2 separate regions of the Sus scrofa genome follow, and region 1 is linked to region 2. The links are chromatin contacts, called in public HiChIP or PLAC-seq maps. All regions are on one chromosome and are shown on one strand. The core of a region is the stretch at or near the end of the contact, and the rest is flanking DNA. Distances in the headings are between cores, read along the strand shown. Region 1 overlaps LOC102159645 (a long non-coding RNA gene). Region 2 overlaps PIK3R1 (phosphatidylinositol 3-kinase regulatory subunit alpha).

What was found. HiChIP or PLAC-seq counts read pairs in DNA pulled down with a chosen protein or histone mark.
Region 1: an H3K27ac HiChIP or PLAC-seq map of alveolar macrophages shows a contact between it and region 2. The contact joins two enhancer-like sites. A contact is called at or near these places in 5 of 47 Hi-C or Micro-C datasets (heart right ventricle and liver) and 2 of 2 datasets of contacts at active chromatin or transcription factors (alveolar macrophages and skeletal muscle).

The regions. Positions count from the first base shown.
Region 1 is chr16:46,662,096-46,668,078 of Sscrofa11.1, forward strand. The region is part of intron 4 of LOC102159645 (a long non-coding RNA gene); the gene reads right to left. Among named protein-coding and RNA genes, the nearest start is that of PIK3R1, 230 kb to the left of the region's middle. Within about 2 kb of position 3,461, at least 48 of the 83 cell types and tissues checked have an H3K27ac peak or open chromatin away from gene starts, as enhancers often do. A contact at or near this core is called in alveolar macrophages and skeletal muscle, where this site is marked.
Region 2 is chr16:46,490,488-46,496,028 of Sscrofa11.1, forward strand. PIK3R1 (phosphatidylinositol 3-kinase regulatory subunit alpha) reads left to right here. Exons shown (of 16, transcript XM_021076847.1): 3 at 5,076-5,168. Among named protein-coding and RNA genes, the nearest start is that of PIK3R1, 59 kb to the left of the region's middle. Within about 2 kb of position 2,439, at least 7 of the 83 cell types and tissues checked have an H3K27ac peak or open chromatin away from gene starts, as enhancers often do. A contact at or near this core is called in alveolar macrophages and skeletal muscle, where this site is marked.

The sequences.
Region 1 (5,983 bases), core at 2,211-4,710, 170 kb after region 2:
TTTGTCAGTTCACTTTGGATTGAAAAATTGCAGACCCTTCTTTTTCTAAATTTCCCAAATCATTTCCTTCACAATGGTTTTTTTATGCCCAAAGCATACCATTTCATCCTCTGAAGAACTCTGTCCTGACGCGAACTTTGAACTGACGTGGCAGAAGCAGTTTCTGGTTCTGTATTTTGGAGGGATTGGTGGGGGAGGTTTTCAGAGAGGTCACATTGAAAAGTCTGGAATGCCCAAGCATATGTGAGCAAAATTTCCCTGAGACAGAGAACCTGAGTAGCAGAACAAAAAAGGGGTGTGCAAACAACAGACTCTGCTCCAGGGGTGTCCCTACTTTTGGCATGACTTTTAGCACAGTTATCTGGGGATACTGCTTTGGCAAAAACAGTTTGGTGGTTTTTAGTGTTACTAGTGGTTTGAAATGCCTTTTCTTCCAGTTAAGCAGTTTTAATGCAACATCTCTCAGCCACAAAAGAGCTCAACCAAATGCCTTAAAAATGAACGCTTCCTTTGGACTCTTGCCTTTCTTCATCATTATCACACACACACACACCCTCGTGGGAAACTTCACATATCTTCTAGTCTTCATCCCACTAGAGCTGATTGTTTGGATATTATTATCAATTGCATTGCTTTATTTCAGTTAAAAACAATTTACTGTAATCACTGAAGATGTCTATTCATTACAGGTCCACTAAAGCAGCAGCTTTTATTTATTAATATTTTTAATTGAAATGTAGTTGATGTACAATATTATGACAGTTTTAAGTGTACTAAAAGTAGGTTTAAAATTATTTTATGGAGGTATAGTTGATTTATAATGCGTTCATTTCTGCTGCATAGAAAAGTGATTCAGTTATACACACACACTATATATATAGTGTGTATATATATATATAAACATATATATTCTTTGTCATATTCTTTTCCATTATGGTTTATCACAGGATATTGAATATAGTTTCCTGTGCTATGCAGTAAGGCCCCTTTTTTTATCCATTCTACATATAATAGTTTGAATCTGTTTAATCTCAAACTCTCAATTCATCCCTCCCCTTCCCACCTCCTTGGCAACCATAAGTCTGTTCTTTATGTGAGTCTGTTTCTGTTTTGTAGATAAGTTCATTTGTGTCATATTTTAGATTCCATTGATAAGCAATATCATATGATGTTTGTCTTCCACTAACTTCACTTAGTATGTTAATCTCTAGTCCACCCATGTTGCTACAGATGGCATTATTTCATTTTTATGGCTGAGTAATATTCCACTGTGTATATGTACCACATCTTCTTTATCCATTCATCTGTAGATGGACATATAGGTTGTTTCCATGTTTTAGCTATTATAAATAGTGTAAAAGAGCAGATTTTAAATCAGATTTCAAAGGCTTTTCAGTGCCTCAGTTTTCTTACCTGAAAAAATGGGGATGGTAATAGGACCTCTCTCAAAGAGACTGAGAGAATTATAATGAGAATATTCCAGGTGTCATACGTGTTCTGTAAGTGTCCAATACAATTATCTTAATTTCAGACAGACCCCTTTCATTCTTTGTGCCAGGGTCTTGCTGGACAGGGGAGGGGGACCAGGTGGATACTGAGATGCACATCCTAGGACACCTCTGAGAGGAGGTGGGAAAAAACTCAGTGACCTGGTTTCTGGTTAGCTGTCCTTCAAGGAAACTTCCAGTCTCCCTCAGTTTGTCCTAACTGCAGAAGTGTAAGTTTTCCCTTTCAGATCAAAGAATAAAAAGGAGCCCCATGGCTCTACTTCCCTGCCAATCCCAAACTCCACATTGGCTCAGCTTATGAGGGGAAAACTTCAGCCTCTTCCTTCATGTTAATTTGAATAGCTGCAATCAAGCTGAAGGAAGAGAGCAGGTGTTTCTCTTCACTTTATAAGGCAGCCCCTCTGGGGGCAAGGAGAGAAACTCAGAATGAGATTGGCAGCTAGGAAGAGGCTAAGACCCACTGGCCTTTATTTATGGAAGTGCCTGTACCAGCACCATCTTGCCAAGTGAAGTGAGTCCATTGCTACCAGGGGAAAGAAGTGACAGAGGCAGCTCCCAGGCATCCTGGGATGCTGTGTGCATTTGCAGCTTGAAGAGGAATTTCTCATCCCTCTCCTGTTTTCTTTCTGCACGCCTACTGGTACCCTACAGAACCACCTGCAACCTCTTCCTGGATCCTCCTCTGTGTTGCCCCCAAAGCTTTTTTGTCCTTTTTGGTTTTATTTCTTAGGATCTGAAAATGCTCTATCCAAAGATATTAATTTTTGTTTCTTTTTTGTCATGCTCATGTTTTTGGTTTGTTTGTTTTGTTTTTGTTTTTTTTTTGTCACATAGGGAAAATGAGGAAGCTAACTGCTCTGTCTCTCTCTGTCTCTCTCTCTCTGTAAGGAACTCAGTCAGTGCAAGACCAACATGGAACTCAACTGACTCAACTGGACAACTGACCTCAAGACCTATGATCTGTCTCTAAGATTATCCAGCCTATAAAGAGCACCAGAACTTTCCTGAGATCCCTGCCAGCTGGGCATAAATCAAGATTTAGCATACAAGAGGTGGGCTCTTATCAGATTTCATAGAATAATTAACAAATTGAAGGCATCTCCCCTGCCTGCTTTCAAATATCCACCTGGAAAAAAAATATCTATTCTTACCCTGAGCCACAGAGGTTAATGCTTAAAGACTGCTCCTGTGTGCACTTCACCTGCTGGCAACATAACCTTGAGCTCAGGGCTTCATCTTCTTGCCCCTCAGTTTACTCATCTGTAAAATGGAGACAGGAATTGTATCTGTGGCAGGTACACTGTCTGGCAATAGTAAATATTACCATCCTGCCACAGAGAAGAAGCTTCCAATTTCTCAATAGCTCAATATTTAGGTTTATATAAATAAGCATAATGCCTTCTCTACTGTGCATTTCTGTCCAAGCATCTCACATCACTGGTTCTCCCCTCAAGGTCCTGTTCCTGGTGGTCTTCTCCCCATCCCTCGTCCCCTCCCAGGTTGAACTCTCCACGTGCTTCTGTCCAAAAAGATCTCTCCTGCCCCCTCTCTAGCTCATTTTTGCTTTTCACTTTACTGCGCCCTTCTCTAAATATCATGTGGAACTCCAGAGCGGTTTCTTTTGAGCTACCTAAAAAGGCAGGCATACTGCTAGGCACATGCTGGAGACACACAGTGGATGCTGGTGGGAGGGTGCGTCATGCCTGGCCTAATGAGACCTTTCTTAGAAACTTTCCGACGTGAGCACAAATCAGCTTGTGATCACCCAAGTGGAACCTCAGGCTGCGCAGTGAGATTTGCAGATCCCAAGCACAGGACTGTGAAATCCGGGAAGGGAGCGTGCTCTGCGTGCCCAGGCATTCCAATAATAGTTGCAGCTGAGGAGGACGGCACTGTGACTCACGTCCCAGGGCGCACGTACCCCGGCAGCGACGTGGGCGGGGACACTCACCCCAGCGTGGAGGGGGATTTACCTGGGGAGGCCGGACAGGGCGACTGCAGACACTGACTCGGGAGGGAGCAGGGGGCACTAGGGCAGCCGCGCTGACTCACACAGGAAAGCTAGAGGGCAACGACCAAATTTGAAAGAGCAAGTCGCCTCCGTCAGAGAAGATCTCAGAGAAACAGGAAGCATGATCAGCTGGTACCAAGCTCAGAGCAAGAAATTCAGCTGTCCTCCTGCCTTTGTTCTCGCTGAAATGTATCAAGATGAGCTTCTGCTATTCTGCGAAGGGAGACGCAGCATCCCCATTCCGCGTGGACACAGCAGGCATCTGCAAAGCCTGCCAGGAGAATCCTGGGTCAAGCTCATTACCTCCCTCACGTGGAATCACTATAGCTAATAGGATCAGTCTCAGTTTTATGGGCTGTAATGAGCTGAAGTGTGGCCAGTGAGGGGGTACTCTGCCCACCAAAATGAGAGCCAGGGTACCAGCCAGAATCAGTCCAGAGGAAAGGGGGTATTTTCTAATGTGTCTACCCAAAGGAGGACAGCTTTATTTGTAATTCACATAAAGACAGCCTACTTGCTAGCAGTGGCCCTGTTTACTGAGCACCGACTCAACACAGCCTATGCCCAACTGTGTATGGATTGGGAGTTCGGGATTAGCAGAAGCAAACTATTATATATGGGATAAACAGCAAGGTCCTACCATCCAGCACAGGGAACTATATTCAATACCCTAGGATAAACCATAATGGAAAAGAAAAAAATACATATGCACGACTGAGTCACTTTGCTGTACAGCAGAAATTAACACAACCTTGTAAATCAACTATACCTCAATTGCATTTTTAAAAAAACTTGGTACACACTGTCACATGTAATTCTTACAGGAATTCTAAGAGGCCAATTCTTTCAGTATCCTTTTTTGTGGATGTTCTGTCCTCAGAGAGATAGAACTATCTGCCTAATACCACACAGCTTTCTCTGTCATATTTGGACTTTGACACAGGCCCCGCTCCCTCCCAATATGATTTTATTTTGTGCTAAATGACAAGGATAGTGATTTAAGTCTTGAGTCATTGAGATGTCTTTTTGTAGCCTGTGTTCTCAGGGGTGTCTTGGTCAGCCTGCTGTACCTACAGGGTGAACTGGAAACGGCAGAGGATTAAGGAATCCTTGGAGAGATTGTCTCCATTCTTCCAGGGCCAGGCTGCCCCAGGGCCCACCCATGGGTAGGATGAGACCGAAATGTCCTTGGCTGAGTAGCTGGTCTGGGTGGGAGGTCCCTGGCAACATAGGGCAAGGGGCCCTCTTGATGAATGTAGCCTTGCCACTGCCCTGTTCCCTCAATGCCCTGAATGGGTGGACCTTTCTGCTATGCCCATGGTTTCCACGGTGCTCTCCAGGAAATGACAGGATAACCTGCCCCTTAAATGAAGCCATTGCTCTCAAGAGAGAGAACAACCTATAGTTCAGAAGCTCTCAACAATCCGTGCCCTTCAAATCATATCCCCAGCCTAAGAACTGATATGGTAACAAGTTCCCCAGGTCATTCTGAGGTAAGTAATTCTTAGGACTATTCTTCACAAAACACTGCTCTGGGCCTTTTGTATTATGGAGTGTAGGCCATCACACCAATTAAATAAAATGAAGAAAACTAACACTGAAAGTCTCCTTGTCAAATGAATACCAATAACGCTTGGTGTCTTGGTGTCCCTCGTGGCTCAGTGGGTTGAGGATCCTGAGTTATCACTGCTGTGGCTCAGGTCATTGCTGTGGCTCAGGTTCGATCCCTGGCCTGGGAACTTACACATGCTGCAGGCATGGCAAAAAAAAAAAAAAAAGAAGATGTTTCCATTTTTAATCTGGAACACATTTAGATATGTGCATATGTAGAGAAACACCATATAGGTCTTTAACTTACATGATTTCAATTATATAAGCTCTCTTTTACATACTTAAAAATGCTATAAAATTATATTGTGCATACACACATATTGCATATTTATACAAACACAATACTGGGCAGGGTTGTATGCCCAAAACCTTGTATAACTACACTGTATGGATGATTTAAAATTTTTTTTTTTAATAACTTGTGCTTTATTATTATTATTATTATTATTATTTTGTCTTTTCATCTTTTCTAGGGCCGCACTTGCAGCATATGGAGGTTTCCAGGCTAGGGGTCCAATCGGAGCTGTAGCCACTGGCCTGCGCCAGAGCCACAGCAACACCAGATCCAAGCCACATCTGCAACCTACACCACAGCTCATGGCAACGCCGGATCCTTAACCCACTGAATGAGACCAGGGATCGAACCCGCAACCTCATGGTTCCTAGTCCGATTCGTTAACCACTGCACCATGACAGGAACACCTAACATTTTTTCTAATGTACCTTGATGGCATCTGACTTGAGAGCCTAAGCTCACAGAAGATGAGATTCTACTATAATTACTATTGTGTTGCCAGGGTGAGCAGAGGAGTTTAAGAAAAAGAATGTACATTTGAAGACAGATTGCTAAGGG
Region 2 (5,541 bases), core at 1,189-3,688:
AAAACCAAGATTAAAACCCAGCTGTCTTTGGCTTTAAACCTAACAGTTTTAATAATTTATCCACTACTGATTAAACAGGTGTGGTCCAAAATGAAGGAACTCAGAATTGTTTTGTTTGCGGTTTTTAGATGCATTATCTTAGCCAGCATTCGTTATGGCTTTGCCCATAGAACTTGAGAAGTTTAAACGTTCAAGATATTAGCCATATAGGCATAAAGTATGAACGTGCTTATAAGGTGTATTTAAGGAAAGTATTTGGGGTTTTTTTAGATTTTTGCCCACCAGAATGTACATTTTTTTCATTTGAAAGAATGAGGGAGATTGTGTCAGACAGGAGTAAAGTTTTGATTGAGCAACAGTTAAAAGACAAGCATCTTAATTTAATATTGATCCACACTTTGCATATACTTTCTGTGTATTTGTGTTACATTTTAAAAGGTAAGTGGCAGTTTTTTATGTACTTCCAAGCTCCTTCCATCAGTAATGAAATACTTGGCTTGGGCAGTCTCTGGAGTCCAGAATTTCAGCTTAAATTTTCCATTCATCCGTGCCAGGCAGTAACTCTAAAATATCTTTTTTTTTTTTTTTTTTTTTTTTTTAATGGAGAAGGCTCCAAAAGGTGCAGCTGTGTGCTGGTTTCATCTTGCACTTTGTAGCGGTGTTGGCACCGTTTACCGTGAGGAATGCCACTGTCTCCCACACGCCACTGGTGCCCAAGGACTGTTCAGGCCTGTCCGTGTTAGTGGTATGGGAAGGGCCTAAGTTGGGAGAGAAGGGCTCTTCTGTTCCATGTGATTGGTTGTCACCAGGGCAAGTGGGGAGGGGAGAGCGGAGTGGGGAGACCTAGTGGAAAATGCAGCTCTGATGTGTCATCAAAAATTTCTTCTGCAACCTGGGACACCTCGTTCACTGGTGTCCTTGTTAAGGACCAATTCCCCTTTTCCTTTGAAATAATACATGTCTTGGCTTCACCACCGCTTTTAGAGCCTTCTGCTCTTCTTGTCTTCTTTCTCCTTAAGCGATACAGATTTCTTCTGATGAAAAATGATTCCCCAAATGAAAAACTGATGTTGGACTGAAGTAGGGGAGTTGAAAATTCACCCAGAGTTTTAAGAGTAGACTTGGCTATCCAGACATACACACTGGCTACAGCCAGATTTAAAAAAAAAAAAAAAAATTCTTCATTCAGGTGTAAAAGTCTGTCTGGAAGGCGAAATCAAGTGAGAATTGATGTGTCAACTTGATGAGAATCATGCTCTGGTAATTTGTGTTTTGTTTGATAGTCGCCATATATAATCTCTGTATATTTAAATATGCATATTTAGTTATATCACATTTTAGTTTATTGAACTGTGTGATATGGTACTTTATCATGGACTTTTCAGAGGACAACTTGCCAAATTTGGTACTTCCTAGCAACTGTCATTTCCTGTTGGAATTTCCTAAGGTGGGATCTAACAGAAATGTAAATATTGACCTTGTATATTTGATAAAATTAAAGGAATGGTGGATTTTAGGGTTGTTGAAATAATTAGTATTTTGCTTTAGAACGGCATTTTCGACTTTCGCTGCTAATTGATCCTGGTGCCCAAAGTGGAAAATGTGAACTTTAAAGGCTTCTTGTGTAGTGCTTCCTCATTCCCTATGTTTAAACATTTTAAAGGGGAAATGGATTGAATCATAGATATTGTGCTAGAGAATAGGAAATCCTTGAATTGTTACTTTAAAAAGTCTTCTCTCTTTGTAAAATTTACCTTTTAACATTCCCATGGCAAAACTTTGATCAGGTAGGATGGATTTCTCTACTTGGGTAATATACTTTCTTCAATATTAAAAATTCAGTGATATGTTCAGTCAATATAGTACAAAAGGAGTACCTGTACTCCACACTATATGGTCTAGTTTTTTCTTATTAAAATATTCCAGGGTGCACTTTGTGAGGTGTTGTTGCAAGGACCTGGTCGCCATCACAATGCTTTTTAGAAACTTCATGTAGCATTTGAATGAGTAAAACCAGTGGTATTTTGCAGCTCAGGATATGGAAAGGTAACTACCATATTTGCCAGAGACACATTGAAAGGCTAAGGAAATAAGGTAGTGTGCCCCCCACCCCCACCTTCTTCAAGCTGAAGTGAAGAAATAAGAGCAGTAGAAACAACTTTATATGTAGTATTTGCCAACCCAGTAATAGAACAACTGTCAGATGCATATTTCAATCACTGTTAAGTGAAATCTCTAATTATCACTTAACTTCCATATTTGCCTGCAGAAATGATTGTGTTGATAAGATTCTACAAGGCGATAAACCTTGATTAAGTAATTCCATTTTCAGTTGCCAACTTTATTAAAAAAAAAAATGCCTGTGTAATTTATGAAGAACAGGAAGGAGGAACTAGGCATGTTGGTTGGACGAGTGTTGTGTGGATTTGTGGGTTCCTGTGTTTGCTGTTTAGCTTTTAGCTTTCTGGACCTTGGCATGTGCTGTGAGCTCTGTAAGTTTGAGAGGACCATGGAGAAACACTACAGTGAGCCCCCATTAGTAACATGTCCCTACCTTTATGTTTTCCTTCTGTCACCTTATGCTGCTGGGATGATATTTTGCACAGTGTAGAAAGCATTTACGGGGGAGGAGGTTTTTGTGAGCTGATCAGCTCAGGCAAAGGGAAGTAGTTGATCATTTGTCAGAGGAAATGAAATGTTGTGCTCTTTCATTTTCTAGTATTTCTTGTTTTAAATCTTAACCGTGCTTTCAATGCTCAAGACTACAAACCTTGCAAGGTATTGGTGTTTCTAGCACTTTTTCAGGTATCCTCATATTTTTATAGATTTTGGCCGAAGTTATTGCTGGATTTTTGTCAGGCAGGGGGTGAGGGTTACCCAGATGGATTTGCTTCTCCTAATAGCATGTCCTAAAATGTACTGTTAACCCAAAACAGATTGCTGGTTCCCTTCCTGGCTCTCCTGATTCAGGGAGTTTGTGGTCGTACCCAGGCATCTGTCTTCCACAGGTTCTCCCCGTGATCCATTGGTGCAGGCAGGCGGGGGAAAAACACGGGTGCGGTGATGTTCCCACTCAGCTCTCCTCATCGTGACCATCATTATGGCATCTAGCGGCATATCTGTCCTGCCTTTATGCCTTTGTAAAATGTGTTTGAGTGCTGTTGCCATGGGACAAAGTGGCCCAGGAAACTGAGTGATAACCTTTGTATGCCCTGAGTTCAGGTGCTGAAGCCCATGTCTGGTTCCTTGTTCTCGGGGACAGCTTTATCATGGGCTCTTTGTAGCACAAAGTCAACTTGGGAATCTTTTAGCTACTGTTGGCAAAATTTGCCCTGGCTCAGATTATAGGCTTCTTCAATACCGTGGTCACCAGCCAGATAGACCTATTTCACTTTAAATCAGTAAGTATTAAAAAATTCACTTCCTCCTTTGCAGTAGCTCCACTTTCAAGTGCTCAGCAGCACCTGTTGGGTGGCACAACTAATAGAACATTCCATCATCACAGCAGGTTTTATGGGAGGGTGCTGCTCTACGATTTCCTTCCGTAACATAGCTCTTCTCCTTTTATCGTGGGCAGTTAGAATGGCTAATAGAGTTAGGTGGCAAGATCACATTATAGTCTATCTCAGGGAATACTGCAACCTAAAGGGGTCTTAGAGTCTAGGGTTTGGGTTTTCAAAATGACAGAAATGAGGTTAAAATTTAACAACATAAGCTGACTTTACTCTTGTCTTGTGAATCTGTTCTTTTCCCATGCTGACTCAGTACTAGAAAGATGGGCTTCATTAGACATTTGCTTATTAACCTGGTACGTGGCTTATAATAAAGAATCACACCACTAAGATCTCATTGAGATGACGTTGTCAGTATTCAGTTTTTCTTAGATTATATAAACTATTCCTAGATAAAAGTACATACCTTTATGAACCTTAAGTGTCTAAAAGTTTATTGATGGCTGATAAACAGACTACACATGTAGCTATTTTCATTTACTCATTTACTCATATTCTGCAGTTTGAGGAATTTGACATGAGTCTATTTAGCTCCCTCTTCTGGTATATTATGAGAAAAATATTTTTACTTAAGATGGTTTCATGTATTTGTGGAGTAAAGATACAGTTACCAGTGTAAGGTTGAAGGACATTATTTGTGTCATCCAATTGGATTTTATTTCTTTTGTATCGTTGGGTAAAACATGTAGGTAAAGCATGGAAAAACAGTTTACGAAGGCATTACATTTCTTAAGATGGTAACTGACCAAAACATACGTAAGCAGATAAAGGCTTTTCTACAGCACATGCACAAGCACTCCATTGAATGTCAAGTGGCGGGGGGGTCATTTGTACTGGCTTTGTCTCTGATAGTAAGCTCACCCCCACATTTGTGGGACTTGGGGCAAGAGCACAGAAGGAGGCCCAAGTGACCCTGTGTCTAAATATTTTAAAGTTATAAATCACAATAACAGATGTTTAGTAAAATCTGTTCTGGCCCCCTACCTGGACAGTGATTTCTTCACAATGACCAGGAGGCCAGATTTGCATTTAGGTTTCTTGGGTTCTGAGTTTTGCCCTAAGAGCATGGTGATATCGAAAGTGTTGCCCGGACCCACCCCTGCCTTGGCCCTGCACCTGCACTGCCAGGGACCTTGCAAATCCAGACTCCATGCAGTCCTGAGCCCCACCCCCCTCAGCCTCCACCCACTCCCGGGGCCCAAGGGGGTTCCCCTGAAGGGCGGTCAGCCCTGGGGAGGATAGACCCTGGGGAAGAGGCCTCAGAGGCCACTGGGGCAAGGGAGCCTGGGCTTCTGGGAAGTGTTCCTAGTGTGTCCTAGGAGAGAAGCAGCAAGCCAGTCCCCTTGGCCCCCAAAACTCTTCACACTGTGGGAAGAGCCACAGCTGGAGGGTGGCCATGGAGGAGCCTTCTGAAGCACAGGGCGCTCTCTTGTTCCTGCCTGAGCTTGCCGCTGTCTCGGTAGAACATGACTTTGTGTCTTGGTGTTCTTCATTGTTGTCTGAGGCACCGGACTCCCCCAGAGTACACATAACCCATAACCGTGGGGTTCTGTTTATTTGCAGCTTCAACTCTTCCAGACCTGGCAGAGCAGTTTGCCCCTCCTGATGTCGCCCCGCCTCTTCTCATCAAGCTAGTGGAAGCCATTGAAAAGAAAGGTAATACAGCTGGTAGAGGCGATTGGTGAACGGGTTGTGGCCTGATTTCCTAGGTGTTATCCTTTGTATTTGCCTCCTGGGCATTCATTAAATGCATTCCCTGCCACCTGTGCTGGACACAAAAGCTTTGGGTTGTTGTGGCCTGGGGAGATACTCTTAGTCTGACTCATAACCCCATACTGATGTGTCATTTTACTGTACGGAAACGATTAAATTCTCCATAACTTAATAAATATAATTAACTTGCTCCTTCATGGCCAGATGATTTTGCCAAAATTATTGACATGCTAGATAAGATAAATAGGAGGAGTTGACTTCCAAGAATATTTGGTACACATCTAGAATAGATACTGGATGGAGACTGGAATGTCTT